Regions from separate parts of the Xenopus tropicalis genome. Here region 2 is linked to region 1. Evidence: chromatin contacts called from public Hi-C data. All regions are on one chromosome and are shown on one strand. Each heading gives the region's core, a stretch centred on a gene start, on an enhancer-like site or on the middle of the called end of the contact. The rest is flanking DNA. Distances are from core to core; before and after follow the strand shown.

Region 1 (7,791 bases), core at 2,515-5,014:
ACAGCATTATATACAGACACACAGCAACATTGCCCCCTAGTGCCCATTCCATGAACAGAGTCCAAAACAACATTTTACAGAGTACAGATATACAAAGAAATAAATACATTGTTACCTGAATTTTATCTAACGTTTTCTAACGTGCTTTTCTTTTCTTTATCTGAAAGAAACCACCAAACATTAGTAACAATCACAAAAAAAAATGTAGTCCTTCTAGTCAATTTCATAATCCAAAATAGTTACCTCAGTAGCAATTCCCATGTTATCAACTTTTGAAATTGTCACCTGTTCCTGGGTTTGCCATGGCGATTGACTCACATTGTGTCAACTCAGGGAAATGTCTGTAGATACTAGTGGCGCTTTTTTACACATTTATTATGCTGCTCCTATGTTCATTAAGCCACAGCTGAATTCACCTGCAAGTCTGCCCCACATTGGCCTGTCCACAGGGGCATTTGAGAAGACAGACAAGTAAAATAGCCCTTTACTTCAATATTAAATCCTTGAGAGATTAATGTTGGTCTCCCTATCAATACTGCTACGACACGACAAGCACGGGAATGTGCGGTGCTCCTAAAATACGCTGTTTGATGGCTAATGGGGCTCTCATGCCACTAGATATTAAGCTGTTACCCAGGTTTTTATCTCTTGCAGAGGGATTGTCTCAAAATACTTTGAGGTGGATTTGCAGTTTTTTACTATTGGCCAATATTTCTTTACAATATCTTTAAATAAGAAAGAAAGGTAAAAACTCAGTAAGCTTTATCAGAAAGGTCTATGTAAATACAGCCATAAGCACTCACAGAAACGCTGCACTGACTTCTCTGAAAAAAAGATTTGTTGTGTCTGTAATTCATGTGCCAGAGACATGCAGCTCTCTGTTGTCTCCCCTCTCCTGCTCCCCCCCTCCCTCAAGAATGCTAAGAACACATTCCCCCCCTTAGTAATGTGGATCTGAGCCAATCAGCAGAAAGCTGACTCATAGGGGTCTATTCATCAAAGTATGATTTCGAATCCTGAATTTGGAAAAATTTGGATTAAATAAGGTAATTTCTGATGATTGCAAATATCATGAAAATGCTTACGAAAAAATCGTAATAGTCACGATAATATCGTATTGGTGATCAGAAAGTCACAAAATTTTTGTATCGAACGATCATAAATGGTGGGAAAACCTTTCCAACTTTGATCCTTCTGTGTATGATTTTGGAAGCCTCCCATAGGACTCAATGGCACTCTGCAGCTCCAACCCGGCCCAAGGAAAGTCTCCCATAGGGCTCAATGGCACTCTGCAGCTCCAACCCGGCCCAAGGAAAGTCTCCCATAGGGCTCAATGGCACTCTGCAGCTCCAACCCGGCCCAAGGAAAGTCTCCCATAGGGCTCAATGGCACTCTGCAGCTCCAACCCGGCCCAAGGAAAGTCTCCCATAGGGCTCAATGGCACTCTGCAGCTCCAACCCGGCCCAAGGAAAGTCTCCCATAGGGCTCAATGGCACTCTGCAGCTCCAACCCGGCCCAAGGAAAGTCTCCCATAGGGCTCAATGGCACTCTGCAGCTCCAACCTGGCCCAAGGAAAGTCTCCCATAGGGCTCAATGGCACTCTGCAGCTCCAACCCGGCCCAAGGAAAGTCTCCCATAGGGCTCAATGGCACTCTGCAGCTCCAACCTGGCCCAAGGAAAGTCTCCCATAGGACTCAATGGCACTCTGCAGCTCCAACCCGGCCTAAGGAAAGTCTCCCATAGGGCTCAATGGCACTCTGCAGCTCCAACCTGGCCCAAGGAAAGTCTCCCATAGGGCTCAACCCGGCCCAAGTCTCCCATAGGGCTCAATGGCACTCTGCAGCTCCAACCTGGCCCGAGGAAAGTCCCGATACCAAAGGTTGAATGAATCCGAAACTTTCGTACTCAGCGCGACAATACGATTTTGTCGCGTAAGTTTTTACACAAAGTACGAAAAAGTCACGCAAAATAAGAAAAAGTCGCGCAACTATATGAAACAGTGGCAGAAAATACGCACAATACGATCAATTACGAATTTTTTGTAATTCGTACCTGTCGTACTTTAATAAATAGGCCCCTAACTGAGCATGTACACTTGGTCTGGGTCTCGGTGCAGGAGTGAGGCATTATGGGAACTTTCTTTACACAGCTCAGCGTTTTTTCTTCCTGTTTGGCTTCTGATCATCTGAACAGGTGAAATATGGGGAGACTTAAGGGAACTATTGAGAGAACTGAAGGTATGCCTGCAGCTTGGGATTAACTCTTTATTAGCCTTTCCTTCTCCTTTTATGGCCTTAGATTGTGTATAAGTGGTCACAAAAAGGATTATTTTTCAGTTATTTGTGTTCTTTTCAGTAAAACACCTCTGTCTATCCCTGCCACCTCCTTCTGTGTCTTCTCTAATAAATACGCACAACAGAGACCTTTCCGCACACCCTAGCTCTCCAAAATAGCCGGTGCACACTGCTGGAGGGATCGGCACCCTCCCAAATCCAATGTAGCAAAAAAAGGCAAATGGCACTCAGGACTGCAAGCAAGGGAACAAACCCTTTAAATTTTTATTGCGGAGGTGCAACATTTCGGGGCAAGATTACCCCTTTATCAAGCATGCTTGATATCTTGCCCCGAAAAGTTGCACCTCCGCAATAAAAATGTAAAGGCTTTGTTCCCTTGCTTGCAGCCCTGAGTGCCATTTGCCTTTTTTTTCTCTAATAAATACCTCTTTCTTTCAACCCTTAAGTAATAATCTCGGATTGTCTCCATGCATCTTGCCTGTATGTGTACCTGTTGGATGAAAGCTATTGTATAGCAACATGTTGGTCCTGTCTGTGGGTTTTCTAGATATATATCAGTCTGTATGTGATTACCTGTACATCCAAATTATCAGCGTATCATGATATACCAGTGTGAACTTCATAGCCCTCTGTACCTTGTTCATATATTCAGCAAACTGCCGTTGCCTCTGTTTCAAAATAAATAAAATATTATCAACATATCTCTAGTAGTGAAAGATATTTTTGGAAAACCTATCATTTTGTAAAAATGCGACAGTTATGGCTCAGGGCCACATTACTTCCCATGCTCGTAGCTTGCAGTTTGGAATGGTATTTGTCCTGAAACCTAAATTAGTTTTTACTGATGACAAATTCCATTAATTTACACAAAAAGCAACGTTTGGAATCATTCATTTTAGCTCCTCTGAGGTAATTTTGGAAGGGTTTTAGCAGGGTCAGACTGAATGGGTGCAGGGCTGTCGAGAAGTTATTGCTTATATATATAACTACTGAAGTTCCAGGTTCACTTAATATATTAATACTGCCATTGTTATTGTCACATTGTTATTATTATTATTGTTGTTATTATTGCCATTGTTATTGTACCCCGGCCCTGACACCAGAGAGGGCCCAACTACCCTCACAGCCTTGCTACTGGCTTTGTTTTACCACACACACATTTTGGCGCCAGCAGTTGTCAAGGAAGCAGAGCGCACTCTGTCAGCGCGGCCCCAGCTGCTGTGCGTCATTGCGTCATTACGGCGCCCCGCCCTCTTCCCCCTTTGAACCTGTCGCTGCGTCACACAACACGGCGCGCTGGGGCAGCCCGATAATTCCACGCTGGGGGGGCGGAGTTGAAGTAAAGCAGAATGAATGATCTGCCATAGCCCTCCCCTCCATAATGTGAATACAAACGCCCTACGCTGTCTATACGCACCAATCAGCGCTTCCCTCGTTTTTGTTTCGCGGGTAAAAGCAAAGCGCGGGAGAGCGCGGAGGGGGCGGGGTTACGTGACGGCGCCCGGTTCTTTTGCCATTTGAAAAGGAGAGGCGGTTCCGTGCGGTGGGTCACTGTGTCTGGCTCTGTCGCTCCGCACTTATCACGCCGCTGCTTGCTCTCTCTGTTGGTATAACTCACCTTGAGGTGGCGGGAAAATCCCGAGCTTCCCGCGTTGTGAGGAACTGAGACCTGCCCTTACGGGAACGGACCGCTGCCTCTGACCGAGTCTGTCTCACCGCTGTTATATACCGCCATGCCGGCCCAGTCCGCTTCCCTGGCTCTGCCTGCCGATGTCAGGAAACGGTAAGGGGAATAGCCCGTGTCACTGGTGTTGTACCCCCCCCCCGCTCCCCACCTGGTAACGGAGACATTCCCGGCATGCCATGCCCACGTTGAAGCTCCCACTGTTTGGGCTCCGCAGATATGAGATTATTATTTCCTTGTAGGTGTTGGGGAGCGACATGTCTCCTCCATTCAGAGCTCTGCAATATGGGGTACGTGTTGGTACCCTCTCAGGTCACATGTTTATTACCTGTCAGGTCCAGATATGGGTACATGGACATAAATCACTGATATATTCTCAGGCTTCCTGAAAGCGTATGGAAGAGGGCTGGGTCAGAGCTGGGACTCCTGGGCCCCTACAGTTGGGGCTGGGTCAGAGCTGGGACTCCTGGGCCCCTACAGTTGGGGCTGGGTCAGAGCTGGGACTCCTGGGCCCCTACAGTTGGGGCTGGGTCAGAGCTGGGACTCCTGGGCCCCTACAGTTGGGGCTGGGTCAGAGCTGGGGCACCTGGGCCCCCTACAGTTGGGGCTGGGGCTCCTGGGCCCCCTACAGTTGGGGCTGGGGCTCCTGGGCCCCCTACAGTTGGGGCTGGGGCTCCTGGGCCCCCTACAGTTGGGGCTGGGGCTCCTGGGCCCCCTACAGTTGGGGCTAATCGCTAAGAACCTGGTATGAGGTTCAGGTACATGGTCTGGTAACTGGTACAGTGGGATTATTCACCTTTTGACTTAACTGTTTTTTTAATTTTTTTTTAAACTATCCTATATTGGCAACAGGGCTGCCTCTCAAAAGCTGCCACCATAGCCATAGGCCCTTGGGTGCATATATATATATATATATTGCAACTTTCCATATCCCATGAACAGCTGAAAGTTGTGCTGGGAGTTCTATGAAGACACGTTGACCCTCTTGGTAATCTTTGTAAGAAACACTATTTTCACTTGTAAAGAATACCATAGGTGTTGTATGCCAATGATATACTAACAATGGCACCTATGGGGGGGGCAATTGCAAGTTTGGCAGGCAGTTTTGGAGTATTAATCCACTTGTGGCATCTTGGCTGATAAAGAGGGTGAAGCTTATTAGAAAATAACCAAGCATTGATGTTTAGAGAGGCGCACTGCTGAGAGCTAACTTTGTGCCCACTAAGCCCCAGTATAGGGTATTCAGCAGAGAATGTGACTTGGTGTACTTGTAAACACAACTCTGATTCTGGGACAAGCAGTGTAAAAGTATAGGAACTAAATATCAATGGCAGCTGATCCAACCCTTTGGACATGGTAATGGTGGACATTTGTTATAAACTTGATAAACCACTTAAAGTACCCTCAGGGGACTCATTGAACTTGCATTTTACTCAAAGTATTTTGAAGGAAGTACTGCTACCAGAAAGCAACAAGGCTTTGTAGGCAAACCTCTGTGGGTTGCAAAATGTCCAAAGTGTGTACTGGTTTGTTTTTTTTTGCAGTCCTGCTTATGACATTAACATGAATGTGAAGTTCCCATATGGACTTTGCTTCTGGCTAGAAGTACTTTCAGTATCCTTATCTGTACAGTATCTACATTCCAGTTACAATTTAAAAGCAACATTATGTTTAGGTGATAGAATATGTGTTCAAACATATTTAAATATGTTTGTTATATAGAAGAATGGTCGGTACCATGAGAATCAGCTTACCTGTTTTACTGAAGCGTCTATTTAGCTGCAGTACCACTTTTTCATGTGTACCGTGGCACCACCATTTCTTACCAGTGTTTGAGATATTCAGGCTGTGCAGGTCCTATTGGGGAAACTGTAGTTTCCCAGTTATGAGGTATAACATTCCATATGTGGTGTATATTAAAGCAAAATCTCAAATATTTTTTGTATTTTAGGCTAAAGGATTTGGAGAGGGATCAGGATGGAATGACAGAAAAGGTAACCTTTCTATCTCCCCTTTAAAAAAATATACAGATATGAATCGCAAAGACAAGTTGATATTTTACTTTAGGTCGCCTATGCTATCCTGTAGTTGGTATTTTCACTGGCTGCAGGGGTGGGGTGTTAATATTGCTATGTAGAGATAATAAACTTTAACATTAAGATCTATTTGACTAATGTTTAACCCTTTTGTATGCAATATTTTCAGGAATGTGTACAACAGAAACTGAGTTTGGTGCTTGGCTTCCTTGAAGCAGATGCTAGAAACAAACTAAGTGATCTGGAGAGCAAGCTGAGCAGCGAGGAACTGTCTGAGGTACGTCTCATTACTAGTAACGATAGGAATGCATCTTCTGGTTTGCATTTTGAAATTAATTACTGTATGGGTTAGGTTTGAAGTCAGATAACTATCTGAGCTTTATGAAGCGTTACATGGGCAAGGTATTTATGTTCCCAGGTGTGCACAGTAAAGTAACGTTGGGTGTATGTGCAGTACAGTAAAATTCACCATCTTTAGTCTGGGAGGAAAGAGATTCAACAAAGCAAGTGGTGCAGGGTTTTTTAATTTTAAAGGAATATTGTCATCGGAAAACACGTTAATAGAGCTTCTTCAGCAAAATCCTGCATTGTAATGTTTTCAAAAACATTTTTCTATATTTAAGTTAGAAATTTCCCATGGGGCTAGCCCTATTAATTTCTCAGTGTGCCACAGCCATGTGACCCGTGCTCTGATAAACTTCACTCACACTTTACTGCTGAGTGATATTCTCCCCCCCCCCCAGTAGGTATCAGAATAGCACTCTGTAGTAAGAGATCCAAGTCCGCCTTGGGACTCATCCAGTTACATGGGAGTAGGAGAAACAATAGGTTAGCTGAAAGCAGTTCTAATGTGTAGCGCTGGCTGAAAGCTCAGACTCAGGCACAATGCACTGAGATGGCTCCTACACACCAATATTACAGCTACAAATACATTTGTTAATTCACTGCCATTTTAACTTTCATTCTTGAACTATTTGCTATGTAAACAGTGTAATTTAGAAAAAAATAGGATCCCTTTAAGCATAATGGACAGCTTGATGGGTGAATTGAAGGGTGGTTTATAGGGAGTTCATACTTGCTGTTTAATAGGAAAAAGGGAGGATGTAGCAATGTAGAAAGACACTATTTCCAACCAACCATTTTGCTACTTCTGATGGCATTCTGACTTAAGGCAGGTTTGTAGCCCCTGGAAGAGAATATACTTCACATATGTTAAATATTAATGTGTGAACTACAATACTAATCCACTTGTTTAAGGACTGTAGTTTAAAACAATCCTACCTTTTGTAGGAAGGATACCTTACGAAAGTGAAGGCTCTTCTGCGGAAGCAGTTGAGCTGTGAAAATGGAGACCTCAGCTTAAATGGAGAAACAAATGGGTGCTCTACAAATGGTACCTGCGGCAGTGATGAGGAAGATGTGGAGATGTCAGAGTCCAATACTGCTGGAGTTAAAAATCGCAAGACTAGGAAAAGCAAAACCAATGGAGAAAATAAGAGTAAGCTGCTTATTTATTGGGCTCACTTAGTGGGATAGGCATTGTTCTGTATTTTGTATTCCCACTGCCGTATACCTTAGTCATGCAGCTTTCTGTAAATCTTCCTCTTGCAGAATCGCCAGCCCGTGCACGCTCATCAAGAAGCACTACTGGCAAGCAGGCCACCATCCTCTCCATGTTTTCTAAAGGGTCTGTATGTTCACTCATTGCTTGAGCTTAAAAATTCCTTGGCATTTTTGCCAGGGTTTTAGTGTTAAACTCCATGGGAGATTTGGATCA
Region 2 (7,791 bases), core at 3,903-6,402, 150 kb before region 1:
TTTCATTGCTGTACCAAAAAAAAGACAAAGATTTTTGTATGCTCTGTCAGATCATTTATTTGCTCCTTTATACAATCTCTTAGACTGGCTTCATATAAATCCACCCAATAATCATCTTCTATTATTATCATTAAATTTAGATTCAGGTTTATTCATATTAAACTTCCTACTCATAACCCCCCTAACCACCTCCTATTGCTCCATATACCCCTCCCTATAACTCCTCCTATTGCTCCATATAGCCCCTCCCTATAACTCCTCCTATTGCTCCATATAACCCTCTCTATAACTCCTCCCATTGCTCCATATAACCCCTCCCTATAACTCCTCCTATTGCTCCATCTAAGCCCCCTAACCTCCTCCAATTGCTCCATATAACCCCTCCCTATAACTCCTCCTATTGCTCCATATAACCCCTCCCTATAACTCCTCCTATTGCTCCATATAACCCCTCCCTATAACTCCTCCTATTGCTCCATATAACCCCTCCCTATAACTCCTCCTATTGCTCCATATAACCCCTCCCTATAACTCCTCCTATTGCTCCATATAACCCCTTCCTATAACTCCTCCTATTGCTCCATATAACCCTCCCTATAACTCCCCCTATTGCTGCATATAACCCCTCCCTATAACTCCTCCTATTGCTCCATATAACCCTCCCTATAACTCCCCCTATTGCTGCATATAACCCCTCCCTATAACTCCTCCTATTGCTCCATATAACTCCTCCCTATAACCCCTCCTATTTCTCCATATAACCCCTCCCTATAACTCCTCCTATTGCTCCATATAACTCGTCCTATTGCTCCATATAACCCCCCCATTGCTCCATATAACCCTCCCTATAACTCCTCCTATTGCTCCATATAACTCCTCCCTATAACTCCTCCTATTGCTCCATATAACCCCTCCCCTATAACTCCTCCTATTGCTCCATATAACCCTCCCTATAACTCCTCCTATTGCTCCATATAGCCCTCCCTATAACTCCTTCTATTGCTTCATATAACCCTCCCTATAACTCCTCCTATTGCTCCATATAACCCCTCCCTATAACTCCTCCTATTGCTTCATATAACCCTCCCTATAACTCCTCCTATTACTCCATATAACCCCTCCCTATAACTCCTCCTATTGCTCCATATAACCCCTCCCTATAACTCCTCCTATTGCTTCATATAACCCTCCCTATAACTCCTCCTATTACTCCATATAACCTCTCCCTATAACTCGTCCTATTGCTCCATATAACCCCTCCCTATAACTCCTCCTATTGCTCCATATAACCCCTCCTATTGCTTCATATAACCCCTTTATATGAGCACATACTGCTGATACTGTATATCTCCTGACAACTCTACTTACACATCAACAATCAGCACAGACTCTCCCCACTGTCGATGTTTAATGAGGTCAACAAGATACTGAGGATCGGGAGTGGAGATCTCTAGAGAATCAATAACATGGAGATCATCCTGTAAGGGGAATCACAATAAACATGACAGTGATATTTCCAGTGTGGGATACGGAGACGTCAGCGGCGTCGCACGGCGACAGCGGTAGCGGGTACGGCGACAGCAGTAGAGGGTACAGCGACAGCAGTAGTGGGTACAGCGGCAGCAGTAGAGGGTACGGCAGCAGCAGTAATGGGTACAGCGACAGCAGTAGTGGGTACAGCGGCAGCAGTAGAGGGTACGGCAGCAGCAGTAGAGGGTACGGCAGCAGCAGTAGAGGGTACGGCAGCAGCAGTAGAGGGTACGGCAGCAGCAGTAGTGGGTACAGCGACAGCAGTAGTGGGTATAACAAGGGTTAAGTCATACCTGTGCCAGTTTGGCAGTCAGTGCAATTTTCAGACCCTGTACCCGCATCTTCATGGGCATCATGTAGTAATAGCTGGTAGGGCCCCGGGGCCCGTGTGCAACACCCCCTAATGAAGTGACACATAAGCAGCAGAGCTTAGAGAAGACACAACTCTTTATACCCGTAGGTGGGAGAACTGGCAGATAACAGATCATTCTATCCAAGGGAACATACTGTGAGGAACATTCTGGCTAAACCCCCCCACCTCTCCTCCCACAGGGACTCACAGAGAAAGTGGCAGTAAATACAGACTGGGCTCCCCATGCAGCGGATGTAAGGAAGTTATACGTAAGGGTGCAGAGTTATACGCAAGGGGCAGAGTTATACGCAAGGGGCAGAGTTATACGCAAGGGGCAGAGTTATACGCAAGGGGCAGAGTTATACGCGAGGGGCAGAGTTATACGCGAGGGGCAGAGTTATACGCGAGGGGCAGAGTTATACGCGAGGGGCAGAGTTATACGTAAGGGGCAGTTATATGTAAGGGGTAGAAGATAAACGTAGGGGCAGAGTTATACGCGAGGGGCAGAGTTATACGCGAGGGGCAGAGTTATACGCGAGGGGCAGAGTTATACGCGAGGGGCAGAGTTATACGCGAGGGGCAGAAGATAAACTTAGGGGCTACACTATTATTATTCTATCCAGTTACAGAAATGACGACATGAGGAGCATACGCTGGGCACGAGCACTAGCAGCTTTGTCTGTACATAGGCGCCAACCCCACACGCTGCTTCCTCACCTCCTCTCCATAAGGGCGATCTGATGCTCCCCTGGCGCGCTCGCCCGCTTCCCTTCTGCTGCCGGGGCTTCTTCCCCCCTCCTCTCACCTCAGCGCGAGTCTTCACCTTCGCATGACTCTGCAAGGGACCAACAGCGTCACCCTCTTCCCTCTCCCTATACTGTATCATTGTCCCTCTGTATATTAGAGTGTAAGCTCTGCAGGGCAGGATTCCCTTCTCCCAATGGTTCCCTCTCCCTATATTGTATCTGTGTCCCTCTGTATATTAGAGTGTAAGCTCTGCAGGGCAGGATTCCCTTCTCCCAATGGTTCCCTCTCCCTGTATTGTATCTGTGTCCCTCTGTATATTAGAGTGTAAGCTCCGCAGGGCAGGATTCCCTTCTCCCAATGGTTCCCTCTCCCTGTATTGTATCTGTGCCCCTCTGTATATTAGAGTGTAAGCTCTGCAGGGCAGGATTCCCTTCTCCCAATGGTTCCCTCTCCCTGTATTGTATCTGTGCCCCTCTGTATATTAGAGTGTAAGCTCTGCAGGGCAGGATTCCCTTCTCCCAATGGTTCCCTCTCCCTGTATTGTATCTGTGTCCCTCTGTATATTAGAGTGTAAGCTCTGCAGGGCAGGATTCCCTTCTCCCTATGGTTCCCTCTCCCTGTATTGTATCTGTGTCCCTCTGTATATTAGAGTGTAAGCTCTGCAGGGCAGGATTCCCTTCTCCCAATGGTTCCCTCTCCCTGTATTGTATCTGTGCCCCTCTGTATATTAGAGTGTAAGCTCTGCAGGGCAGGATTCCCTTCTCCCAATGGTTCCCTCTCCCTGTATTGTATCTGTGCCCCTCTGTATATTAGAGTGTAAGCTCTGCAGGGCAGGATTCCCTTCTCCCAATGGTTCCCTCTCCCTGTATTGTATCTGTGTCCCTCTGTATATTAGAGTGTAAGCTCTGCAGGGCAGGATTCCCTTCTCCCTATGGTTCCCTCTCCCTGTATTGTATCTGTGTCCCTCTGTATATTAGAGTGTAAGCTCTGCAGGGCAGGATTCCCTTCTCCCAATGGTTCCCTCTCCCTGTATTGTATCTGTGTCCCTCTGTATATTAGAGTGTAAGCTCTGCAGGGCAGGATTCCCTTCTCCCAATGGTTCCCTCTCCCTGTATTGTATCTGTGTCCCTCTGTATATTAGAGTGTAAGCTCTGCAGGGCAGGATTCCCTTCTTCCATTGGTTCCCTCTCCCTGTATTGTATCTGTGCCCCTCTGTATATTAGAGTGTCAGCTCTGCAGGGCAGGATTCCCTTCTCCCAATGGTTCCCTCTCCCTGTATTGTATCTGTGCCCCTCTGTATATTAGAGTGTAAGCTCTGCAGGGCAGGATTCCCTTCTCCCAATGGTTCCCTCTCCCTGTAGTGTATCTGTGCCCCTCTGTATATTAGAGTGTAAGCTCTGCAGGGCAGGATTCCCTTCTCCCAATGGTTCCCTCTCCCTGTATTGTATCTGTGTCCCTCTGTATATTAGAGTGTAAGCTCTGCAGGGCAGGATTCCCTTCTCCCAATGGTTCCCTCTCCCTGTAGTGTATCTGTGCCCCTCTGTATATTAGAGTGTGAGCTCTTTCTCCCAGTGTATAGGGGGGTGTATGCTCTGGGTGGGTGCCTGTGGGACACTTACAATCCTTTTGAAGTTTCTCTGCCACGTGACGACTTGATGGAGAATATCAATCCTAGAAAATATAAAGACATGAATTCTCCCTGTAAATTGATTCTAGGAATATCAGTTCTAATGGCTCCCTGCGAGGATAAACAAACAGAACGACATCGACCAATAAGAAAACCCACCTGGGCGGCACAGTGAAGACGTCTGGGTGCAGATGGACCAGTCCCAGCGGCTGATCGTCGGGGTGTCTGAGAGACTCCAACCAGACCGGCTTGGGGGACAGATGAGAGGGAACAGGGACCCTGCACGGCCGTATGACAGGCTGAGAAACGTCCACCGGGGGGCGCTGGGCTGGAGAATAGACACAGTGTTAAAGGACCTGTTTCATTTATTCCCCCCCCCCAGAAATGTCTGGACCCACTGTCACATCCAATTCTCATGGGGCTGGACCTAGGGTGTCATGGTAACGAGACATGGGGGGGGAGGAAAGTGAAGTTACACCGCTGAATGGGAGCAGTAGATTTGTTACTCACGTACTTTTAGAAGGTCCATCTTTTAAACCAGGGGGCAGAATGAGGTTTGATGGGAGCGCAGACTCAGAAGAAAGTGTGGAGAGAAGCTGAAAAAAAAGGGACAAAGAAAGGAAAGTGAGAGGCAGCTATGAACCAATCACAGCCAGTCTTGTTTAGAATCACTCAGTGGCAGGGGCCAGTGTAGCACAGGGGATTCTGGGAGTTGCAGTTCACTGACAGCTGCAGAAACAGAGCAGCCATAAGTGACTATTAGCGCAATGACCCCCTTACTCGGATTATTAAGGGATGATTCCCAGACCCCCACTCACCGACCGACCTACCCTTCTCCCCGGGCCCAGCAGGAGCCCCCTCAAAAGCATGATGGTTCCCCGAACCCTTCACATCAACCGGCCCCGCAGGAAGGTCAATTCTAAGCGCATGTGTTATTCTCCCGGCGCACGCTAGTGACGCATGAAGCCGCCGCTGCCGCAGCTTTGCCCACACTTCCGCCCTATTCCTGTATTTCGCTCTTGGTCGGTTTTCCCGAAATTTTTTTTCTTGGGCGGGTTATAGGGGATGTTCGTTTTTTTTTTCTTTTTGTAGGGAACGATCATTTGTTCAAATGACTGTAGCAACAAGCTGTGGAAGTAGAAGAAGGTTGTTGGTACTTACTTGCCAATGATCCTATAGAGGGCGCTTCTCAGCTAAAGCAGCAGCCGTGTACATACTGCATAGCGGCACATATCTCAGTGCAGCCTGCAGCATGCACCTCAGTAACCTGATTAGTGCCTGGTGTTAAGGCATGACATAAGGAGACATATCCAGTGTTCTTGAAACAGCCTATTAACCTACTGCTTTATAAGCCAAAAAAATGGAGCCTTGGTGGCAGTCATTGCTTCACTAAAGGATGGCCCGTTGTCATGGTGAGGTTTGGCCAATCACAGGATGGCCCAGTAGGATTGTTCCGTTCATTTGGGCTGGTTCTAAGATAGGACTGGAACCTGGCCTGTAAAAATGAATACACCAATGTGTGTCTCAACCCTTTCTCCTTGTAGATTGTAAGCTCTTTTAGGCAGGGCTCTCTTCCCCTCTTGTATCGGTTATTGATTGCTTTATATGTTACTCTGTATGTCCAATGTATGAAACCCACTTATTGTACAGCGCTGCGGGATATGTTGGCGCTTTATAAATAAATGTTAATAATAATAATAATAATGTTATTCATAGGGAAATAAGATAAAAATATAGGAAGGCCGTTATTTTTAACAGAAAAGTTGGCAACTCTAAGTAGATTGGACCTGTCCAGCAGCCCCTCAGGGATTTGCCTGAACCCACAGATTGCCAGTCTGGGCCTGATTTTCAGTACACAGAGGCCCAAACAGCCCCCCCCATAGGCCCAATAAATAGTGACTGTCTATGGCACCTTACAGCAGCCCCTCTGGCATTTGCCTGAACCCACAGATTGCCAGTCTGGGCCTGATTTTCAGTACACAGAGGCCCAAACAGCCCCCATAGGCCCAATAAATAGTGACTGTCTATGGCACCTTACAGCAGCCCCTCTGGCATTTGCCTGAACCCACAGATTGCCAGTCCGGGCCTGATTTTCAGTACACAGAGGCCCAAACAGCCCCCCATAGGCCCAATAAATAGTGAGTGTCTATGGCACCTTACAGCAGCCCCTCTGGCATTTGCCTGAACCCACAGATTGCCAGTCCGGGCCTGATTTTCAGTACACAGAGGCCCAAACAGCCCCCATAGGCCCAATAAATAGTGAGTGACTATGGCACCTTACAGCAGCCCCTCTGGCATTTGCCTGAACCCACAGATTGCCAGTCCGGGCCTGATTTTCAGTACACAGAGGCCCAAACAGCCCCCCATAGGCCCAATAAATAGTGAGTGTCTATGGCACCTTACAGCAGCCCCTCTGGCATTTGCCTGAACCCACAGATTGCCAGTCCGGGCCTGATTTTCAGTACACAGAGGCCCAAACAGCCCCCCATAGGCCCAATAAATAGTGAGTGACTATGGCATCTTACAGCAGCCCCTCTGGCATTTGCCTGAACCCACAGATTGCCAGTCTGGGCCTGATTTTCAGTACACAGAGGCCCAAACAGCCCCCCCACCAGCCCAATAAATAGTGAGTGACTATGGCACCTTACAGCAGCCCCTCTGGCATTTGCCTGAACCCACAGATTGCCAGTCCGAGTCTAAATAAAGTCTTACTGGGTCCGTTGTATGGTGTCAGAATTGGCCACAACACTAATGGGAGTACATAGTGCCACATAATCCACTAGATGGCGCTACTTTCCCATTCATTAGTGAAAGAAGGAGCAGCCTAAGGGTTTGGCAGTGAAACAAAATGCTGAGGGTTTAATAAAACCATTTTAGCCATTTAAAATGGGCTTTGTGTTTTTTGCCCTTTCCACCCCCTCATCCCTGTACTAACTGAGCCTTAATAGCTAACGATAAGGACCAATGATCAATATAATTTTTCGCTATAGAGAAGGGAAGCTGAATATGTCAATGAATTAGCCCTTATATCTTTGCCCTGGGGACAAACATCAGTTGACCTGCCCTTTGGATTCTGGGAGTTGCAGTTCAGCTGGATAATGGCAAGTTTGACTTTCTTAGGCTTTACTTTATACCCTAGGGAGAGGGTTATTTGCTGGCCTGGGACTAAAGGAGTTAGTGGGGAACACGGTTGCATGAATTGGGGCTATTGGGCACTAGATACACTTCGCTTATTCCTGAGTGACAATTACTTGGGAGCCAAGGTCGTTAGGGATCAGCAAAAATGTAACTCGTAGCCAAAGCAAGAGATACTTTTTATGGCCCAGAACCGACCCGCCCGGTGTTTACGGTTACTTATTCTCACCCACTTGGGGGGCTGTTCTTGGCCCAACTCTGTGTTGTTTCCATGTGGCAGGCTGCCTCCTGGCTTATGTGACCTCCTGGAATTGGCAAGTGGCTTCTTGCTCAATGCGGTTCAAAGGTCGTGCAGCCCCACTGCTGTGTAGCGCCCCCCATAATCAGTCCCATATGCGCC

The links. Hi-C and Micro-C count contacts between places; a contact is called where the count stands out from the background.
Region 2: a contact with region 1 is called in a Hi-C map of neurula embryo, with 4 times the contacts expected there. The contact joins the promoter of mrpl4 here to the promoter of dnmt1 in region 1. A contact is called at or near these places in 5 of 5 Hi-C or Micro-C datasets (brain, gastrula embryo, liver and 2 more).

The regions. Positions count from the first base shown.
Region 1 is chr3:137,118,255-137,126,045 of UCB_Xtro_10.0, reverse strand. dnmt1 (DNA (cytosine-5)-methyltransferase 1) reads left to right here and starts at 3,764. Exons shown (of 34, transcript XM_002934338.5): 1 at 3,764-4,077; 2 at 5,930-5,972; 3 at 6,184-6,291; 4 at 7,305-7,512; 5 at 7,626-7,701. The coding sequence starts at 4,028. LOC105945317 (a long non-coding RNA gene) reads right to left here and starts at 3,610. Exons shown (of 5, transcript XR_004222091.1): 1 at 3,453-3,610; 2 at 2,868-2,962; 3 at 116-160.
Region 2 is chr3:137,264,779-137,272,569 of UCB_Xtro_10.0, reverse strand. It overlaps mrpl4 (mitochondrial ribosomal protein L4), which reads right to left and starts at 5,152. Exons shown (of 9, transcript NM_001017222.2): 1 at 5,087-5,152; 2 at 4,771-4,852; 3 at 4,416-4,584; 4 at 4,249-4,300; 5 at 2,600-2,717; 6 at 1,824-1,930; 7 at 1,369-1,478; 8 at 1-8. The coding sequence starts at 5,125.